Regions from separate parts of the Mus musculus genome. Here all the other regions are linked to region 1. The links are chromatin contacts, called in public ChIA-PET maps. All regions are on one chromosome and are shown on one strand. The core of a region is the stretch at or near the end of the contact, and the rest is flanking DNA. Distances in the headings are between cores, read along the strand shown. Region 1 holds the start of Top2b (topoisomerase (DNA) II beta). Region 2 has its middle 28 kb from the start of Gm31804. Region 3 has its middle 5.1 kb from the start of Gm31804.

Region 1 (2,708 bases), core at 106-2,605:
AGCCTCATCGAAACCTCAACCAAACAAAGAAAACAAGGAACAAAAATGCCAACCAATACCAAAGTTCCTTAGTGTGTTCAAAAGGCGGGGAACTAGGATCCTCTGGAAGGGATGTGTTAAAGTCCCTGAAATGTGTAAATTTTCTGTCCAAGCTGCTGGCCTCATCTACTAAGTCCGGTGTTTTGTTTGGGAAATGACCCTGGTCTGAACTCAGTGCTGAGTAAGTGAAATGCTGGAGTTATCGATCTGTCCTGGGAGCCGCGTTCCAACTGCTCCCGCTGCACTTGCTAAGTCCACCTCCCTCCAGGAACTGAGCTCTGCAATCCTCCAAGTTCAGGCTTAAGCACCCCCTCACCTCCGAGGGACACCCCTGGGCCCCCACACGGTGTACACGGGAGGCTGACGTAAGTAAACTCTTCTTTTAATCCCGCGGGCGGTCTCTAGCCTGCTGTCAAAGTCGTCCCAAATACCCTCTCTGCGGAATGAGCCTTTTCTGGGGAGGCGCAACCCGCAGTGACCATTCAAGTGCACATTCCTCTGGGACAGGCCGCCGGAAGCCGTAGCATACCGGGCACTATTTTCTGGTGCTGCACTTATGGAGGGTTGGCCCGGAGGCTCGCATTATCGCGGTCCCCCCACTCTCGGTGTGCACCCTGAAGTTTCCGGTGAGCATTGTTCAGCAGCCTGAGCCTTGGTGGAGGCGAAAGCAGAGAGAAAGGGCACACGGGGCTAGGCCCCGACTGCAGCCTGACAGGGCGCCCGCCGCACCACGCTCTCACCCCGCCCGCGTCGCCCGCGGCCCACGAACAATGCGCCCGCCCGCGCCGCACTCACCACCCAGGTCAGCGCCCCGTCAGAGCCCGCGAGGCTGGACTTGGCCATGGCAGCGCCTCCCGTGCAGGCCAGGGGCTGCTCGCGCTCCGGGGACGCCGGGCCCGCCGCTCGCACTGACCGCTGCGCGCAGCACTCCTAGCCGCGCCCCATCGCGGGCCCGAGCCGCTGAGGAGGCCGCGCTGCCCGCCGCCCTCAAACTCGAGCGCGGCGCCCGGGCCTACAGAGTGGTCGAGGACTAGGAAGGGCTGGCGATGCGGCGCGGCCTTCCGGGACCCACGCGGGCGATTGGGATCGCGGATGAGGGACGAGGTTGAAGCGGGCCGGCTAGGACTCGCGAGCCAGAGCCCTGACAGGAATGAGCCGCTGCTTCTCCTCAAGCCACCGAAGCCGCAGAGTCCTCGCCGCGGTCGCCGCAGCCTCAAAGGCCGCCACTGCCTCAAAACCGCCCAAGCGGCGTCTGAACCGGTCCTCCGGAGCACAGTCCAAGAGGGACAATAAACAGAGCCGCCGTGGTGGCCTCCCTTTAGTCCGGCATAACACGGCACACACAGGCGCGCTCCGGGAGGGGGAGGGTGCGGTGGTCACCGGCTGTCAGTCAACCATGGATCGTCCAATCACAGCCTTGTCACTACAGTACTTCGACCAATCCCAAAATTTCAGGCCCCTAGGGGGGCGGGACCCGAGGGGAAAACGTCATTGCGGGTAGCAACTGAGAGGCAGACTTGGGTTTTTTGTTTGTGTCTGAGAGAGAGTGTAAGGGAGAGCGAGGCGAGTGAATGGGGTTTCCGTCAGAAGGGAGAGCAGGCGGCTGTCAAGAGTCATTCCGGGGCATCCAAAGGAGCCGGGAGTCCTGGGACAAGGGCTGTGGAAACCTCCGGACTGTGTCCTGCAGACTTGCCGCGAGGCCGCGGGGGGAGCGGGAGCGGGGGGGGGGGGGGGGAGGGTTGGGGGCAGGGAGGCAGGAAGCCCTAGCCGCCCCCAGGGACTGGGCCCCGGAGGGAGCTAGCGAACTGCAGACGGGACCGTGCGCCGCCTAGAGCAGCCGGACCCCGCGCTCAGGCCCCAGGTTGCTGCTGCATCCGCCCGACCCCCGACCGACCGTCTCTCTGCCTTGCCCCTAAACAGGGCAAGCGGTCTTCAGTGCCACCAGTTAGGGAACTTGGGGTGCTAAGAGTGCCCAGAGAACGTTCCCGGGAAGGAATGCGAACGGGTCAGGACTCCCTTTTCTGGCTACAGACCTTTCCTCCCAACAATGCAGACAGGTCCCTGTCACTTCTCAGCTTTCAGGTACACATCATGAAATAGACTTTTTTCGTGTGGAAGCTTTCTAAGAATAAAATTTGCAACGCCAAAGCTTTTGGCAGATGGAAGAGCTCTTGACTTCACCCAGCCTGTAAATGGAATTGCATTCAACAAGTTCTCTTTGGGCATACTCCCAGCCATGCTCTGTCAGGCGTGGCAATGGGTTTAAAGGGACAACAGCCTCCTCCGACGTCAATCTTCCAAGAGTGACTAACAGGAGGACACCACACCGAAGAACTTTACCCAGCTAGAGCTAACAACTTTCTGTGAAAGTATTTCCTTGAGTCTCTCCGGCAGCTGAGTGCTTCCCTTAAGGGAAACTTTGGGGTCACACCTCTCAATCGCTGCTGCATTCTGAATCCAAGTGGGGAGCTCTGAAACACGGAAATCATTTCAATGTAGTTCTTAATTAGCTCTCTGGAGACCGTGGAATTTCAGTTTATTTGGGGATTCTGACTAAGAACACCAAAACCTTTCTTTACTTTGAATCTAGTGTTAAAGCTTATAAAGCGCTAGGCAGGATCTAAGCTGGGCTGCGCCCCTGACTCTAAAGCACCACAGTCATGTTACCA
Region 2 (2,708 bases), core at 94-2,593, 620 kb after region 1:
TAATTGATCTTCTCTGGGTCCAGAGGAATCAAAGGCTATGATTAAGATATATATGTCAGACATTCTATAGCTCCCTGACCAACACAACACCATTCCATGAAAACACATTCAGAATGGCATTTCATAAAACACCAGCAGAAGAAGCTCATCTAAATTATTTCATTCCAAATAGTCACAGACTCTTTCAAAATGCAAAGACTTTAATGAAAAAGCCCTCCATTGGGCTACAGGTAACTTGTAGTCTTCTTAGTACAGATGCTAAAGATGCAAGGACAAGTACTCATGAGCACCTTCCAGTGCCACCTTCCTCTCTATGGTCCTATGGTCTTATGCCATGTAAAGAATGAGTTTCCGAAAGGAATTTTATTATAGTTGAGAATGTATGAGAGATGAAACAAGAAGAAATTCTTTAGAGTCGAAATAGATCCCAGGAAAGTGTTGTCATAATCAACCTGCTCTAAGCACGAGAAGTGAGCTGAGCAGGACAGTTGTCCTACACATGAGGTCTTCATGTGACTTGTCATTTCTGTGTCTTGCCTGGCACACCTTCTGCTGGCACACCCTTAAAGGTTAGTGAAGTATCTGATCATCCACAGGTTCCAGGCTTCAGCTGCTATTCTGAAAAGGATAAGTTAAATTAAAAAACAAAACAAACAAAACAAAAAAAAAACCAAAAAAAAAAAAAAAAAAAAAAAACCAGAGTACTGTCAGCACCCTTAAACAATTTGGTATTTTTGGTATTTTAGTTTGCAGGGCAGAACTACTGATAGAACCCAGGTATTTCCAGCTTCAGGCCAGGCCAGGACACCTGGACAAATGGAAGTGCCCACAATGGTTAAAAACAAAATTGCTAATTATTGAGACTCCCTCCTGAAGTTGCTCAGCTAGCATCTCTCTCCTACTTCATCACGTTCCCACATGTTCTTGCTTCACTGTCCCTTTGTGTTATCAAAGGAGAGACCACTTCACACTCACACTGCCTACAAACTGCTTTTAAAAAATGCTACTGAGGCTTTGAAAAATAAAAATTAAGCCATCATTGGGAAGAGAGGCCCATTGGTCTTGCAAACTTTATATGCCTCAGTTCAGGGGAATGCCAGGGCCAAGAAGTGGGAGTGGGTGGGTAGGGAAGTGGGGGGGGGTATGGGGGACTTTTGGGATAGCATTGGAAATGTAAATGAAGAAAATACCTAATAAAAATAAATTAAAAATATTAAGCAGAAAAAAAAAAAACTAAGAAAAATGTGTAACTTGATGGGGGATTGGTGAGAGGAAGTGGGTTTCTGAGTCATACCCAGGTGGTAACTAGGCAGAGCCTCGCCTGTCTTGGGCTTCAGTGAAGGTCTCGTGATGCTTCTTAGAGAACACAATGCTGGCAGATGGGGACCCTGTGGCTTCACATTTAATCTTGTGTTTATATTTGGTCTCAAATTGGACTCCTAGTGCTCAGTAGTCACTCATGCGGGATGCTCTTTATCTGCTGTAAAGGGATTTCCATCAACTAGCAGGTAGAGGTTCGTACAAAGCAATTTGATTCAATCTTAGAGAAGTATCTAGTGGAGGAAGTTAAAGCTGGCTTTGGCTGGTATCCGTGTATCCCACTAAGAACCATGTGAGGAGGAGCTTAAGCATCCTCCTCTAATCCTAGCCTCCACTCTCCAGTATATCCAGGTTCTGTTGTGTGCTTCCTTGCATATGTACTTTCATGAGATAAAATAGTCTTTACTCCTTCAAGTCAATTCCATGAGATAATATAATTTTCAGTTGGTTAGTGTTTAAGATGAGGAGTTACTGTGCTATAGGGAATATATATATATATATATATATATATATATATATATATATGTGTGTGTGTGTGTGTGTGTGTGTGTGTGTGTGTGTGTGTGTGTGTGTGTGTGTGTGTAACCATATAGTTCAAACCTTAGTTCTCAAGTTCTGTGGCTCAGCACAACTAGCTTCTATGATAATTTATTGAGTCCTCTTATGTCACTGGTTTTAAAATTTAATTAAGAAAACTTAATTTCCCTGTGTGGAAAAATCCTAAAATGTGATTGACCCAAAAGAGCACTGTAAACATGCTTTCCCTATCAGAGCTCCAGCCCAGCCTAAGCAGGAATCTCAGGCATGCTTTGTACCACAGGCTGAGAATCCTGCTGACAGATGTTAAAGGTGGTTTTTGTATCCAAGAGGAAGGCTACTGCCACTGTAAAAGTAACATGTAGCAGGTAGGCCTGAGAATCTAATAGAGTTGTCTGTTGTGATTCTATTTGTTCAAAATGTTTCCTTTTAGAAAGACAGAGCAGAAGAATCTACAGAAAAGGGGAGGGATCCAGCTCTTGCTTCATTCTTTGCAATTCCTGAGCAAGCGACTTTCATTTCTGAAATTTCACTTCTGTGTCTAGGGAGTGGGGATAAGGCCAGTCAGGTAAATGACTGGTACCGTCTGTGGGCAACCTATTTTTGCTAAATACTCACATCAGAGTTGAGTGGCCTGTGATGGGTGAATGTCACCTTTGGGCTGTGACACCGAGGAGTTTCCAAGTTTAGAGAAAGCATCAAAAACATTGTATGAGCCCCAAAGTTCCAACCAGGCAACTGAGTTCAGCTTTTAAAATAGAATCAGAAAATAGCCTTAGACATCACATGTGTTTTTTAAGCTTTCACATACCAGCAGGGGCAGCCTAGGCCCTCCTCAACTCATTTTTTTA
Region 3 (2,708 bases), core at 73-2,572, 600 kb after region 1:
CTGGATGCAAGGAGTCAGACCCCATGGAGCAAACAGAAAAAAATGAATGACAATGAATTTTAGAATCGTTTTCTGAGAGCTGATTTAATGATACTTTTTAATCATTCTTTAGTTTGCCCACCTTGTCTCAAACATTATCATGTACCTAACAATTTCCAGCTCTCATGTCCACTGTGTGGAGATGACTCCTGACCAGCATCATTAGATGTGTGTGACTTAGCTGAAATCTTCAGAGGTATGTAATAAGATAGTGCAGCCTCATATCTCTCAGAGAGGAGGAGATATGTCATATATTCTATGTTAAAAATATTTGGGAGTAACAATCCTTACATCTTAACTATTAATTATTAGTTCACAATTGACTCGATCAAATGAGTTTGGGGATTATTTACAAATTACTTTTCTTAGTGGTATTTATATTATTCAAAATTAAGTATTCTCAATTGAATTATTATTATTATTATTATTATTATTATTATTATTATTATTATTATTATTATTATTTGATTGATATCATGAGGCAGGATATGTACCTCAGGCTGGACTCATGCTTATGATATAACTAACATGCTCCCAGACCTTAGCACAACTATTGCAATGACAGAAACCCATTCAGGTGTTGGAACTCAGAACATAGGCGGGGACATCTGACACAAGAACTTAGACCTAAACCACCTCACAAAATAGATACAAAGGTTACATCAATGGTCCAGGGATGTGGCTGGAAAAGCCACAAATGTACTAACTGCTTTTTTGCTCCTGCAGTTCTACTTCTTGCTAACTGCTCTTGTTAACTGAAGTGTTCTGACCAGGATATGGTTTTTTTTTTTTTTTTTTTTTTTTTTTTTTGTGCTTAAAATGCCAAGAAAGGTAAGGCTCAAGGCTTCATGGTTTGGGCAAGTTCTCTCATGCAACCTCCATGGCTGTGTTGACTTTAGGAGTCCTGTGTTCACTGAAGGAGTTATCTTGGAGAAGTGGCCCTCCTGTCTCAGCTCCTGATGGAGTTACAGGTGTATATCATCATAATTGGACTTGAAACTGTATTTCACTAAAAGCAGGCTTACTGATTCAAAGCTTCTGCATTTAGAAAGCTGTGAAGGATGCAGCCACATCCTGTGGACTGACCTGATGTGCAGCAGCATGGGTCTCATTCCTTCTGGCACTGAGACAGAACTGATTGGAACCATTTTTCCATTCTTTTTTTTCTTTTCTTTTTTTTTTCTGAAGAAAACGTGTCTGACCCTCCCCGTTCTACCAGAAAAGAGTAACTGCTGAAAGTGACGTCATTCTTTCCCAGCAGCCGGCTTCTTCCTGTCTCATGGCTGCGGCTTGGTTTCCCTTTCCCATGGGTGTCACACTGTGGTTCACACTGTGGCTGCAGTGTTGCTTTCTGTAAGACTGTTTCTCACTTCCTTCTTGTCTCACCTACATTTTCATTTTTTTCTGCTCCTGAATTTTACTGTTTATTATACAGTGTTTAAACTCCCTTTGAAACGAAGTGTTTTGAGGGTGAATAAAACACCCGGAATTGTGTCCCATTGAGGGCCAAACAAAGATGACATGGGCTGGCAATAGAGCACTAATGCTTTCAAGATCTTTGCCTCAAGAGACAGTAAACTCATATCAGCTGATGTCATCATCATAAAAACATTTTGAAAACCATTTTAGAATGTCCTCTTAAGTTCTCAGCACAGCGAACAAATGTTTCAATGGCTGTAAAATCTTCTGGATCATTTTTATTCCAGGAACAAAAAAACCAACGCTCAATGTAGAGAACCAGAACCACACAGGGCTCATCAAGCTGGGTTAGCACTTTTATTTCTTCTCAAATGTACAAAATAGAGTGCCAAGAATTGTAAAAGACAGGGTTAGTGAGCTGACACTGAAAGTGTTCCCCAAGGACCAACTTAGAGAAGCCAGCAGGCATGAGGGTTGGTATTACATGGGCATGTGGACAGGCATATGCTACTGTTAGGAATCCTGTGACTATCCCCCCCAAAAAATCTCAGAATCTATCACCACTACAATTCAAAGTCAAAAAGGTCAGTAAAGTCATGGTCACAGTGACCTGGTGACTGGTACATTACCTCAGGGTTCCACCTAGAATCACAGGCATTTCCCATCATGCATTACTTCGCCTTCAGACCCCAGGGGAGCCATGGGTTTGGCTGATCATAGTGGGATTCAGGACTTTAGATCCATCTGTTTATTGTTGGAAGTGGTGCCATGGGTCTAAATTCTGAAGCTATTTTGCCCCCTCATGAAGGGCTGTTCTGTAAAGTCTGATCACAATCTAGTGTTTACTTGATCTCATCACTTTTGTGTTGTGTGTTTTCCCTTCCATTGGTGCCATAGTGTAAGGGACATAATTCAGTATGCTTGCCAGAGGGACTATTGAATGTTATCCAGTTACTGAGAGCACAGGTGGGTCTGGGAGTGTGCTCCATGGGCTCTATACCTGAACACTTCTGATGTTCTTGCTTCAAGAACTGTAAACAAACTCACAATAATTGGTACTGGCCAACAGTATCTACAGGAAGCTCATCTTTTCAACATACAAGACTGGAAGACAGCAAAGAAAGGGCATGTTTCAGAAGTGACAGAATGACAGTATGTACTATGTGGCTAAGATGACCACAAGATCACGATCTTGTTTTCCACATCTAGAGTGATGGATGAAAAGATAGCTAGGAAAATATGGGACCTCA

Evidence for each region. ChIA-PET counts read pairs in DNA pulled down with a chosen protein or histone mark.
Region 2: a contact with region 1 is called in an RNA polymerase II ChIA-PET map of memory CD8 T cells, with 36 read pairs. The contact joins the enhancer-like site here to the promoter of Top2b in region 1. A contact is called at or near these places in 5 of 115 datasets of contacts at active chromatin or transcription factors (the 230-238 cell line, memory CD8 T cells, pro-B cells and 2 more).
Region 3: an RNA polymerase II ChIA-PET map of memory CD8 T cells shows a contact between it and region 1, with 81 read pairs. The contact joins the enhancer-like site here to the promoter of Top2b in region 1. A contact is called at or near these places in 5 of 39 promoter capture datasets (the 3T3-L1 cell line, the C10 cell line, the SN4741 cell line and 1 more), 4 of 484 Hi-C or Micro-C datasets (CD4 T cells, CD8 T cells and adipose-derived mesenchymal stem cells) and 8 of 115 datasets of contacts at active chromatin or transcription factors (the 230-238 cell line, embryonic stem cells, large pre-B cells and 4 more).

Annotation. Positions count from the first base shown.
Region 1 is chr14:16,363,853-16,366,560 of GRCm38.p6, reverse strand. Top2b (topoisomerase (DNA) II beta) reads right to left here and starts at 1,355. Exons shown (of 36, transcript NM_009409.2): 1 at 835-1,355. The coding sequence starts at 882.
Region 2 is chr14:15,745,671-15,748,378 of GRCm38.p6, reverse strand. No RefSeq gene overlaps it. Among named protein-coding and RNA genes, the nearest start is that of Gm31804, 28 kb to the left of the region's middle. Within about 2 kb of position 1,343, at least 53 of the 459 cell types and tissues checked have an H3K27ac peak or open chromatin away from gene starts, as enhancers often do. A contact at or near this core is called in the 230-238 cell line, memory CD8 T cells, pro-B cells and 1 more, where this site is marked.
Region 3 is chr14:15,768,640-15,771,347 of GRCm38.p6, reverse strand. No RefSeq gene overlaps it. Among named protein-coding and RNA genes, the nearest start is that of Gm31804, 5.1 kb to the left of the region's middle. Within about 2 kb of position 1,322, at least 67 of the 459 cell types and tissues checked have an H3K27ac peak or open chromatin away from gene starts, as enhancers often do. A contact at or near this core is called in the 230-238 cell line, CD8 T cells, memory CD8 T cells and 3 more, where this site is marked.